4 separate regions of the Mus musculus genome follow, and regions 1, 3 and 4 are each linked to region 2. A link is a contact called in public ChIA-PET and HiChIP or PLAC-seq data. All regions are on one chromosome and are shown on one strand. The core of a region is the stretch at or near the end of the contact, and the rest is flanking DNA. Distances in the headings are between cores, read along the strand shown. Region 1 holds the start of Morrbid (myeloid RNA regulator of BCL2L11 induced cell death). Region 2 has its middle 130 kb from the start of Gm14009. Region 3 overlaps Gm39928 (a long non-coding RNA gene). Region 4 overlaps Acoxl (acyl-Coenzyme A oxidase-like).

Evidence for each region. ChIA-PET counts read pairs in DNA pulled down with a chosen protein or histone mark. HiChIP or PLAC-seq counts read pairs in DNA pulled down with a chosen protein or histone mark.
Region 1: a BATF HiChIP or PLAC-seq map of CD8 T cells shows a contact between it and region 2, with 8 read pairs. The contact joins the promoter of Morrbid here to the enhancer-like site in region 2. A contact is called at or near these places in 2 of 484 Hi-C or Micro-C datasets (double positive thymocytes and pre-B cells) and 3 of 115 datasets of contacts at active chromatin or transcription factors (CD8 T cells, bone marrow-derived macrophages and pancreatic cancer cells).
Region 3: a contact with region 2 is called in an RNA polymerase II ChIA-PET map of memory CD8 T cells, with 21 read pairs. The contact joins two enhancer-like sites. A contact is called at or near these places in 4 of 115 datasets of contacts at active chromatin or transcription factors (CD8 T cells, effector CD8 T cells, memory CD8 T cells and 1 more).
Region 4: an RNA polymerase II ChIA-PET map of effector CD8 T cells shows a contact between it and region 2, with 3 times the contacts expected there. The contact joins two enhancer-like sites. A contact is called at or near these places in 1 of 484 Hi-C or Micro-C datasets (bone marrow-derived macrophages) and 1 of 115 datasets of contacts at active chromatin or transcription factors (effector CD8 T cells).

What each region holds. Positions count from the first base shown.
Region 1 is chr2:128,427,885-128,430,635 of GRCm38.p6, forward strand. It overlaps Morrbid (myeloid RNA regulator of BCL2L11 induced cell death), which reads right to left and starts at 1,467. Exons shown (of 3, transcript NR_028589.1): 1 at 1,210-1,467.
Region 2 is chr2:128,294,469-128,297,285 of GRCm38.p6, forward strand. No RefSeq gene overlaps it. Among named protein-coding and RNA genes, the nearest start is that of Gm14009, 130 kb to the left of the region's middle. Within about 2 kb of position 1,448, at least 109 of the 459 cell types and tissues checked have an H3K27ac peak or open chromatin away from gene starts, as enhancers often do. A contact at or near this core is called in CD8 T cells, bone marrow-derived macrophages, double positive thymocytes and 4 more, where this site is marked.
Region 3 is chr2:128,498,490-128,501,386 of GRCm38.p6, forward strand. The region is part of intron 2 of Gm39928 (a long non-coding RNA gene); the gene reads right to left. Among named protein-coding and RNA genes, the nearest start is that of Gm39927, 22 kb to the right of the region's middle. Within about 2 kb of position 1,277, at least 46 of the 459 cell types and tissues checked have an H3K27ac peak or open chromatin away from gene starts, as enhancers often do. A contact at or near this core is called in CD8 T cells, effector CD8 T cells and memory CD8 T cells, where this site is marked.
Region 4 is chr2:128,060,073-128,062,903 of GRCm38.p6, forward strand. All of the region lies in intron 14 of Acoxl (acyl-Coenzyme A oxidase-like), which reads left to right. Among named protein-coding and RNA genes, the nearest start is that of Bcl2l11, 65 kb to the right of the region's middle. Within about 2 kb of position 1,484, at least 74 of the 459 cell types and tissues checked have an H3K27ac peak or open chromatin away from gene starts, as enhancers often do. A contact at or near this core is called in bone marrow-derived macrophages and effector CD8 T cells, where this site is marked.

The sequences.
Region 1 (2,751 bases), core at 217-2,716, 130 kb after region 2:
GCCAAGTTAGTGCCTGCCTCTTGTGGAAGCCAGCTTCAAAATTCATGTCTCACCCGATTCTCCCAATCATAAGGGTGTGAACTATTTCAAAGGGTGGGGTGCGACTGCGGCTCTAGACTACCCTGGTCCTTCCTGCACCCCAGAGTTCGTTTAACAAACTCTGTGCTCGGTCAGGGGCAGGACCCAAAATGATTGTCATCAGCCCAGGCATGCTGAAGAAGCCGAACACAGTATTCCTGACAAGGAGACAGCCAAGAGACCTCTCAGGTACATTCCAGGAGAAAGCTGAACGTGTGTGACTATCCTCTTCACAGAGGGCCAGGCAATGCTGATATCATGCAAAGACCCGAGCCGGCAAACTCCTGTTACGCTCAGAGTGAATGGAGCTGCTCTCAGGGCTCATTCAGTTAGGTTGCTGACTCATTCTTAACCCGGGAAGCCCCACACGCCCCAGTGAGTTGCTCAGAACAGGCTCCTGTCTTCCCTGCAGCCTGCTATGCAGCTTTTTAAGCAAATGACCGCTTTTTAGATTTGCTTTAAAAGTGGCACAGCAGTTACTGTAACTGTTTATTTGACAGTAAAGATGTTTGTAAGAATAGCAGTAACTCAGCCCACTCCCTTCCCCCATCTTCCACCATGCCCTTCCTGGTCCCTAGCCTGTGGCTTTTCTTTCTGCTTTTGAACACATTTTCCACCTGGAGCGTTAAAGGGAAGCACGGGATGTAGCGTGTTCAGAGAAAAGACAAAATTCTGCCTCGCTGCCATACTTCTTGCCCTGAAGCTGGACAGCTCAGGCCTGGCTGCCTGAGTCAGAGACCAGAAGCTGCCCCCGGGGTTGGCTCTTCCTTCTGCTTCTTAGGAGCGGAAACTAGTTCAACCTCAGTGCCCAGTTAACACAAACTCACCCACCTCCGTCTCTGACCTTCACTTTAGCTTCTAGCTAGGAATCCGTGGTGGCTTCCTTCCCAGGCAAGCCTCACGCTCTCCTCTGAGACAGCATAACACACAGCCACCATCCACAAGGCACAGCTCAGAAACTTCCTCCAAGAGTCCCGCAACAGACACAACAGGTGGGCTGGAGGCAGAGGGAGCCACTTTTCTGACCTCACAAAACCTTCAAAGTCTGGGAGAAGCAGTGTCTACCCCAGAACACAGCAGCTGTCACAGCTCAGAGGTGCACGGAAAACATCTTTGACTGAGAGTACTCACCAGGGAGAAGCTGATAGACGGGTCCGCCTGCCTTCCCAGCCACTGTGCTGTGAAGATCCCAAGATATGCGCAGCTTGCCTGGAAAGTCACTTTGAAACTTAGAAAGCAGACACTGCAAAGTCACCCAGTCCCCTCATTCTCAGAGATGTCCACATGATTAGGAAAAAAAAAAAAAAAGACAAGAAAAGAAAAAAAAAAACTGCAAAGCAGACACCTCAGTCTTCATTGTCACTGGAACCAGATGACTCGTGCTGACTCAGAGCCACCACTTCCTCTCCCGACATTCTCTTCATACTTTGTGAGCCCGCCTGGTCTGGTTCCCAGGGTCTCTACCACCCTTCCGGAAAGAGCAGCTTCCCAGACCTTGGGTGTGGAAGCCCCAGGCTTGTAGCCAGTGATCACCCTCATCAGGGAGGAGACGCTTTGGTTAGGAGACTTGGGGGTAACTGAAAATAAAAGGCAGAGATCTCACATGCACACGGGTGCTGTAACACGCTGGCCGTCCACAGAAGAGGGAAGAACCCATTTTTGCTATTTCCTTAAGGCATCTGAGTTTGCTTGGCCCTGATATCCCCTATTTCAGTCCATGATTTTTTTTTTTCTGCACAGAGTTTTGATCTAAAATCATTATATCTATTCTGAGCTGGCTGTTAGCATGTGTGACTTAGTCTTGCTAGGCTAAATCACATGAATAAAAGAACCAAGGAGTAAAAAACAAAGTTATGGTTCTCTAACTTTGAAAGAATCCTGAACGTTTCCATGCAAGAACCAAGAGCCCGCCTCTATGTCTGAGTTTTCTTTTGAATGATGCAGAGGGCGGGGCTGTCTTCCGCAGCTTCAAGCTTTTTTGAACTATGAGAAGTACTCCAGAGAAAGCGGAACCCATGTACCACTGAGCAGCCTCTGGTGAGGCCAGGTAGGGTTGCTGTGATTGTTGATATCTTTGCCCACCCCTCCCTGCCCCCAAAAGTCAGCACTGTCCAAAAAAAAAAAAAAAAAAAAAAAAAAAAAGCAGAGGTTTCACTTTTGAAACGTACATTTCAGTATATCAGAGAATCTTAACACAGCATACGTAAGAGCAGATATGTGTGCCAGAGAGTCTCTTAAACAGGTTAGGGAAAAGCTAACAGTATAGGCAGGGAGGAGAGAGAATTTGGGGGTACAGGGGCAAGGGAAGAAACTCATCCATTCATAGGTCAAGACCCCTCTGAGGGTCAAATGACCCTTTCCCAGGGGACAACCAAGACCATTGGAAATCACAGATATTTATATTATAATTCATAACAGTAGCAAAACTCCAGTTATGAAGTAGCAATGGAAATAATCTCCAGTTGGGGCTCCCCACAACATGAGGAGCTTATTAAAGGAGTAGCAGGGCTAGGAAGGTTGAGAATGTTCAGTCCTAAGGAGACGGAGGATTTGGCCTTGGCAACAGCTTGCAAGTACATTGTCCTCTAAAGCCTCCAAACACCAGTCCAGCTCCTCCAGGACATCGTGTTGTTTGAGCAGGCTATCTAGCACAGTCTGCCCAGACTTCCGAGA
Region 2 (2,817 bases), core at 198-2,697:
CATCCTGATCTGCAGTCTGCAGGCAGCAAGGACGGGGACACACACACACACACACACACACACAGAGAGAGAGAGAGAGAGAGAGAGAGAGAGAGAGAGAGAGAGAAGAGAGAGGCCCATCCCCAGTGGCACACCAACTGGGTATCAAAGATTCAAATATGTGAGCCCACGGGGGGGGGGGGGCTTTCTCACTCAAACCACCACAGCAACAGAGTCTAGAACAGGGCTTTGGAGGCAGCCCTGACTCTCTCCCCTTTCTTTACACAGAGCACCTCATTATTCTCAGACAGTGCCATTCTGAGAGCAGGCACCAAACCGACAGTGAGTTTTGGCCAAGACTTCCCTTTTTGCATGGTTGTGAGTGACTGGTGGGGGACCTGGGTGAGTGGGACAGCCTTCAGCTATGACATGCAGCACCTGTTGTAGAGGGTCTTGGTGGGTCAGCAGTGGCCCCAGGACGACACAGGTGCTAGCCAAGAGCTCAAGAGCCATTGCCATCTCCAGACCTACCTCAAGTTATGCCTCCCCCAAGAAACAACTGCTTCTGGGTTGAACAATCTATTTAGAGAGGATGGCAAGTCACACCTCACCGTGCTCCCCACCAAATCACGAATCCACCACGTCACCATGCTTTCCTGTGGACAGAGGAGTGGCAAAGAAGCCATCCTGCCGAGCTTCCTGCTCAGGCACAATGACATCTGCTGCCCTGCTGGTGACGCGCAGCCCACCCCAGGTGTGGGAACGCTCTGGCTTCTTGTAGATTGTGGTTTCCCCGTTGAGTCAGAGGGATTGGGACAGTGCTTTGAGCAGAAGGACAGGCGGGTCACAAGACATGTGTGTGTCAAAGAGATAAATTTTGAATCTTTGACAACAGGTTTATTTCGAGTAAGCTGAGTCACTGATTACATCAAAGATCGTGCCCAGCTGGAGACACTAACAGCAAAACCCAGACCTGGGGCATTTCATGGAAGTTACCGTAAACAGTTATTTTGGGCAAAAATAGATTTTCATCTATTTGTTTATTTTTGAGACAGGGCTTGCCATGTAGCCCAGGCTGGTCTGGAATATACAATTCATTATGTAGCCCAGGTTACCTTCAAACTCAATGTCTTTGTGTCTCAGCCTTACAATGTTTGGGTTAGTGTTGTTGACATTGTTGTTTTCTACAAAGCTTTAAAACACACACAAAAAGAAATGAATTTATTACTTATCGCAACTTAGCAGAGTAGTTAAATTTATAATCTGCCTTAAATTCTATATGATTGGGAGAGGGTACCAAAAAGCAGGGAAGACCCTTGGTGAGGGTTGGGGGAGGGGTACTCAGAATACCCTTGAGATGGAGCGAGTTCATCTGATGTTTAATGTGCATAGCACCAGTGAGGCTCTCCACTCTATGGAAAGAGTGAATGTCTTTCTAAAACCTCCATGGAGTCAGGCCAGGCATCTCTTCAGACGTCTGCTTCCTGAGTCATCTTTGCCTTTTCTGTGACAGACTACTGATTCCACTGGGAACACTCTAGCCATGTGGAGTCCTTCTGAGTTCCAGGAGTCTATACTGTTGGTCACAGGGAAAGAGAAGGATCACGGGTTTGACAGAGGCTCTGGGGACAGCAGGCCTGGCTATCCAGTGGACTCCACTGGCAGAGGAGGGCTGATATTTTGCTCTGGAGGGAAGCCTGGGTGGAATAGGGTTTCCTTCAGGCTGTGCAGCAGTTCAACCAAGAGGCAGTTCAGCAGAGCAATTGAGCCATAGACAGCAAGCTCTCTCCCCGTGTTTATCTCCAGTTTCCACCTTCGATTCTTCTCAGGAGACCCAGATCCCTCCACTCTCCCCACGCTCATCTAGGAAATTGGAGCTACCTCAAGGATGCCAGGATCCTCAGAGCCCATTTCTCTGAGCAGCCAGGCTGTTGTGTCAATAGTCCGAGAACAGAAGAGCCATAGATCTCAGCCAGGTAGGAGCCTCGTGTAGCCTTGGGGGGTTCAAAGGCCCGACCCCAGTATCTGACCCATCAGCTGCTTTGATCTGCTGAAGTTTCTTTCTTCTACTTCCCACAGACTTTTATGATTTTATTACATGTGTGTTTGCTCTGTTCTGTGACAATTGAGGTGAATGAATCAGAATCACCAATTGTTTTTCCTTCTAGTCTGCCCAGGTCTGTCACCCCATCCTGCTCTGACCATTTTTTTTTTTTTTTTTTAAGATTTATTTATTTATTATATGTAAGTACACTGTAGCTGTCTTCAGACACTCCAGAAGAGGGCGTGAGATCTCATTACGGATGGTTGTGAGCCACCATGTGGTTGCTGGGATTTGAACTCAGGACCTTCGGAAGAGCATTCAGTGCTCTTAACCGCTGAGCCATCTCTCCAGGCCCCTGCTCTGACCATTTAAACCCCCTCTTGCCCTCCAGTGAGAGCACAAGCACCAATCTTCCAGGCTTCACCTTTCATGCTCCCCTCCCCCAAAGCAAGCTCAGGCTCTTTCTCCAAAACAGGAAGTTACAGATAGTGAAGTGACATCGGTCCCTGGCCTCCACTGGTAGCCTCCCCCACTCTCTCCCTCATTCTGAGCAACGTCCTCTGACTAACTCCCGAGGTTCTCCTTCCTCTCTGGAGCCCCCTTGCATCAGCGCAGCTGCCTGGACTCCTCCCAATGCCCAACTAGAATTTCCAGAACCTTCCAAGCTAGGTGGCCTCCTTCTGACCTATGGACATTCCTCTGGGGCTGGTTCTGTCACAGGATTTTTTCCCCCTGAGGATTTATTGCCAGGAAAAAGAATTCCCCAAAGGAACGTTGTGATTTCTCATGTTGGA
Region 3 (2,897 bases), core at 27-2,526, 200 kb after region 2:
GTCTCTCCACCCCATAGTCCCCCACAATCAGCTGAGACGCCACCTCTCACATCTCTATCGCACTTTTCTATCCTCCCATAGCATCCTCTTGCCCTTGTTCCTCTGTGTCCCACCACCTTGAAACCATTACCCGGGCCATCTCCCCCTAGTAGGCAGAGGATTCTTAGATCTGACAGTTCTTCTCTTTCACCTTTTCAGCAACTCCTACCTTCTCCCACCTATTCCAGCCATTTTTACAGAATCACTCCTCCTGCCTCCACCCACCTCCCTGTGACTCAAATGTGGCAATTGTGTCCTTTCTGAATTCACCGGGTGTGCTCCTTTAATAACTCGCAAGGGGAGATTTCTTGGTAGAAATCAGTTGGTGTGGAAATAGTAGCTACGTTGAGTAACAGATTCAGATGCTTATCTCATTATAATGGGAGTTCTTAAGGCCAGATTAGCTCACAGGAGCCAGTCGGTTGTAAAACTGCTATAACTGGTGGCTGGTATGTAGTATACAGCCCCTTCAGTGATGGCTTTATTGTTTTTGGATCTTTGTCATGTTTGTAAAATTCATTGTGTCCGTGGGTGGAATCTATCACTGTTAGTTGAAAAGCACACAACACTTAACTTAGAACCCAAGTCACAGAACAAGAAGAAGTTCTGAGTTCACTTTTCACCTTCCATGACCCAGATCTGGAGCTGGAGAAGCTAGCAACCTGGAGGCACCAATGGACACTACAGTGGTTAGCTTAACAGTCAAACTTGACACAACCTAGAATCACCTGGGCTGAGAGTTCAACAAAAGGATTGTCTGCACTACTTTTGCCTGTGGGCTTGTTGGCGAAGGGCTGTCTTAGGTTAATTGATGTGGGGAGACCCCGACCACTGTGGGTAGTGCCATTCCCTAGGCAGGGAGTTCTGAACTGTATAAGAATGGATAAATCAAGCTGAGCACTAGAAAGCAATTGAGCAAGCATGCATTTATTTTCTCTCTGCTCTTAGATATGGCAAGACCAGCTGCCTTGAGTTCCTACCTTGATTTCTCTGCAGTGATAGACTGGACTGTTAGTTGGGATTTCAAGTCAAATAAAGTCTCACTTAAGTTACCTTTTTTTGGGGGGGGGCGGGGGTGTCAGGGTATTTTATGACAGCCACAGAAATGAAATTAGAACACAAAGATAGCTCACGAAAGACTGCTTCCCCACAGCCACAGGACCAGGAGAAGACAGCCTAGAAAGACAAAGGAACCGCAGTCACACCACTTCTGCCAAATGCCATCAAGAAGCTGTGGTCTAGTTGCTACCCACACCAGCAAAGGCTCTGAGTGGGGAGCCCAGACTCACGGCTACCAGGCGTCACCCTAACCCTCTGTGAAAAGGAAGCTGAATGGGAAGCGTCTTCCATATTCCAAGCAGCATGAAGCCCCTTTGCCCTTGCAAGGTGCCACTGGAGACCGTGTGGGAAGTGTGGATCACCACGATGGTTCATAGCAAAAAGGCTGAGTGGGAAGTCGAGACCTTCACCAGAGCCCCGTGGCGATAACATCAGTGCCCTCCCCCTCCCCCAGCTTTTCAAGTGAAGAGAAAGAATGAGTCATTTATGCCCCTTTCGCAGGAGGAGCATCAGCAGATAGCAGAGGTGATAGGACGGTGGGATCAGAACTATCTGACAGAGATCCTAAAGCAACTTCTATGAAAGAGTGCTTCTGCGAGCATGTGCAAGCACAAGAGTACCAGAAGTCAATGGGAAACTGTAAGAATTACCAGTGTCATTATCACTGTCTTCCTTTTGATGTGTACCTATTGATGTGATAAAATACCCTAGCTAAAGCTACTTAAAGGAGAGTGGATTAAATCTCATCAAAAACCAACATCCAGGTATTTATTATAATACCACTTTTTTTTTGACATTAGAATCTTGTAAAAGTAATTTCTTAGTTCTGAAACTAAGACCTGAAACACCACATAAACCTTTGAAAGACCACCCTTTTTAATATATTAAAATTTGATTGTTAATTTATTCTTGGCTGTTTTGTAAATAATAAGAGAAGAATTTCATTTATTTAGTTAGTTAGTTTCACCATTTGTATGTGTGTGTGCTGTGCATGCATGTATATGTGCATGCATATATGCAAATATGGGCTATTAAATACATGTTTGTATGCATGTATGTGGAAGCCCAAGGTTAACATCAAATATCTTCTTTGTTATGAAGCTAAGTCTTTCACTGCACCTGGAGCACATTGTTTTTATAAATCTTTCTAGCCATCCTGCTAGGCCTCTGTCTCTAACTTCCAGGTGGCTCAATTATAGAAAGTCTGCCATGCCTGACTAAGTTTTTCATGGGTTCTAGAGATACAAACTCTGGTTCTCACGCTTGCATGGAAAGTACTTTTCCTGATAAGCTGTTCTCAAAGCCCTGAGAAGAATGTTTTTATAGAAGCTGTATTTAACACTGTGTCCTGATTTGACTTGAATATGGGCTGTGGACTAAGTAAGTAAATAAAATTTTGATCAAAAAAATAAAAGGAGAGTGGATTATATTTATTGATTGGAATTATAAAAGTCCATCGTTAATTCATAATTAATTATATAAGAACTATTAATTAATAGTGTATGCATGCTACTTTCCCATCTCAGACTCATTTTTCTCTGTAAAGTCTTTCTCAGGTAGTTCATCCACCTGCCCATCTTAGCAAGCACCTGCCAGGGGTGACACCCACCATCTAGTTCATAAGTACCTAGTACTTAGGTGAAAGTCTCTGTTAGCAGAGGCAGAGCACAGGGAAGGACTGGATACAAGAATCCAGTTTACTATGATGTAGTTTTCTAGCATTGTCTCTTCACTGACTGTCACCCTCTGTAAAATCAAGCTTCCCTGGTCTAGGCTGAGAGCAGTGCTAGTTTATAGAA
Region 4 (2,831 bases), core at 234-2,733, 230 kb before region 2:
ATCTTATATATATATATATATATATATATATATATATATATATATATATATTCAGCAGTGAAAATTCCAAAGCATAAAAGACCAGTGCACAAAACACTACATAATATGCACAGAGTAAGTCAAGAGATATTAACAATGGCAGGACACATATCTTGTTAGTGTATGAGACTTAACGTTGCCATGAGATGTCCCACGCCCCCTTCAGAGTCAGCTCCACTTCAGTCAAAATCTTGGAAAGAGTGTTTGTAAACTTACAAACTCACTTGACAGTTTATATGGAAATGCAAATGATGTAAAATAGCCCACAGAACTTTGAAAAAAGTGGAAGTCACTGAGGGCTGGTGCCAACTGATTTCAAAGCGTGTGCCGAGACTGTCCTAGTCCAGGCCTGAGGACGTTGGCAGGAAGTTAGGCAGACCGGCAGAGCACTGCCAGGCCCACTTAGCCCACATATTTGCCCACTCAAATTCTCACATGAAATAAATTAAACAATGAGGAGGATTTTTTCTTTAAATAGTGAGAAAAAGTAGATTCTGAATGAAAAAGAAGCAAGCTGTGGTCTGTTTCTTACTCCGTGCACAAATGTTTATTAAAGACCAACATAGACTTGAATATAATCAGGGGAACTGTAAAATTTCCAGAGAAAACAGAAAAGCATCACCAATATCTACTGGAAGCCATGGTAAACAAAGATTTCTTAGGGAAACACAGAAAGCACCAATTGCTTACATTAGCTATTGATAAATTGCTGTTGTCTGAAAGACACACATCAGGGCAGAGGCAAACACTAAACCTGGGGGAGGGGAGGAATTACTTGCAGTGTCTGTCTGTGTCTGGCAAAAGGTTTTATCAGAATGTGTGAAGAACCCCCAGGATGAAATAATGAAAAAGATATGATCTAAGAAAAGTTTTCACAAAAAAACTTGAAAAGACACCTCATAAAAGAAGATAAAAGAGGAGCTAATGAGCACGTGAAACTTCGCCTAATCTTATTAGTCATAGAGAGCTAGAAATCAAAACCACAAAGAAGAACCAACACCCACCCACTGACGCATATCAACTGAACTGCTAGATGCCACTCAGCCCCAGGGGTAACGCAGGGCAGCGCTGGCTCTCATAACTAAGACATTCTAAATGCAATCATAGAAGCTGAGGATGCAACGTGATGTTAGAGCATTCATTCACTACCATGCACAAGGCCCTGGGTTCAATTACACACACACACACACACACACACACACACACACACACTCATACACAGTGAGAGAGAGGGGGGAGAGGGAGAGGGAGAGGGAGAGGGAGAGGGAGAGGGAGAGGGAGAGAGACTCACACACAGACACACACACACTAGTTTGGAAGTCTATTGTAATGTTAAATGTACACTTATTCTATGATCCAGAAATTCTGTCCCTAGAGATATGGCCAAGAAATGATGCTACATGGTTCATAAATAGCCTTATACAGGAGTGTTCCTAACAGCTCTATTAATAACCCCAAGTTGGAAACTGGAAACTGAATGTTTATAGATATGAAACTAGACAAGTAAACTGTGGTTGGCTTCACATAGTGAATCATGTGACGCAGCATGTGTGAGTTCTACTGACATGCTTAGTGATGTGAAAGCGTGTATACCAGATACCCCATGTATTCGACGGTCGAGGAGGAGGAAAGCCAGCTGACGGTGATATAGTGCAGCAGTCACAATCAGAGAGGGAGAGGGTGGTGCTGCATGCGGAAGCACAGAAGTTATCTGGGGAACTCTGTCTCTCAATTGAGTGACATGATTCCAGGGGGTATGTACACATATGAAAGAAATCACTGATGAGTGTTGTTTGTGTGTGTGTGTGTGTGTGTGTGTGTGTGTGTGTGTGTGTGTGTGTGTATTGAGAAATGACTTGGTTATTAAAGTCCTCACGCAGCCATGAGGACCCGAGTTCAAGTCCCAGGATCTGATGTATCACACACCCGTAGTCTTAGTGCTGAGGAGGCAGGAATGATGCTCTCTGGGCCTTTCTGGCCAGTCAGTCTTTCCAAAGCGGGGAGCTCCAGGTTCAGCAAAAGAGTCTGTTTCAAAAAACAGACTGGAGGGCAACTGGGGAAGATCCTGACGTGGAACTCCTGCCCCCACGTGCATTCACATGGACGTATGCATGCGCGTGCACCTCCTCCAGACACTTAAAATATCACTGAGCTGCAAACTCAAGGTTGATACAGGTTTCACATCTAACAGTGCATGTGCTATATCTCAGTGACAGGACTTGAAGGTCTCACTCAAACAAGCCATCCCAGTGGCTAGGATGTGTACCGGAAAGTCATTGCAGTTTTCTACGTAAGTTAGAAACAGTGAGGTCCAACAGGTGGCCCTATTTGTCTCGACTAATGGCATCGATGAGGATTCACTAGGGTCTATCCTGTGCTGGGATCTGTGTTAGACACTTCAATGTCACATGGAAAAATAGTAATGGGTCCCCAGGCTACCCAGCAGCATAGAATCCACATAGTCAGACTGGTGACAGGTCAGACTGCAAGAGATGCCCAGTGGAGGGCCAGTTCTGGCAGCAGACAGGTAAGCCCAAAGAGCCTAGACATTCTGCTGGCTTCTTGATTTGAGGCCAGACTTTGGGAAACAGGACTTTGGTGATCTGGTGAGGATGGGCCAGTCCTCATAGACCTATAAAGTTCCATGGAGATCTCCCAGATCAGGGTTGGCACGGGGACAGATAAACTGGCTCATGCAAGAATACCCTCTCCAAAGGCAGTAGACAGATCCCTGTGGTCAGTTGAGGTCACAAACCTCAGTGATGTTCCTACCACTGTGAGCTTGGACTAGA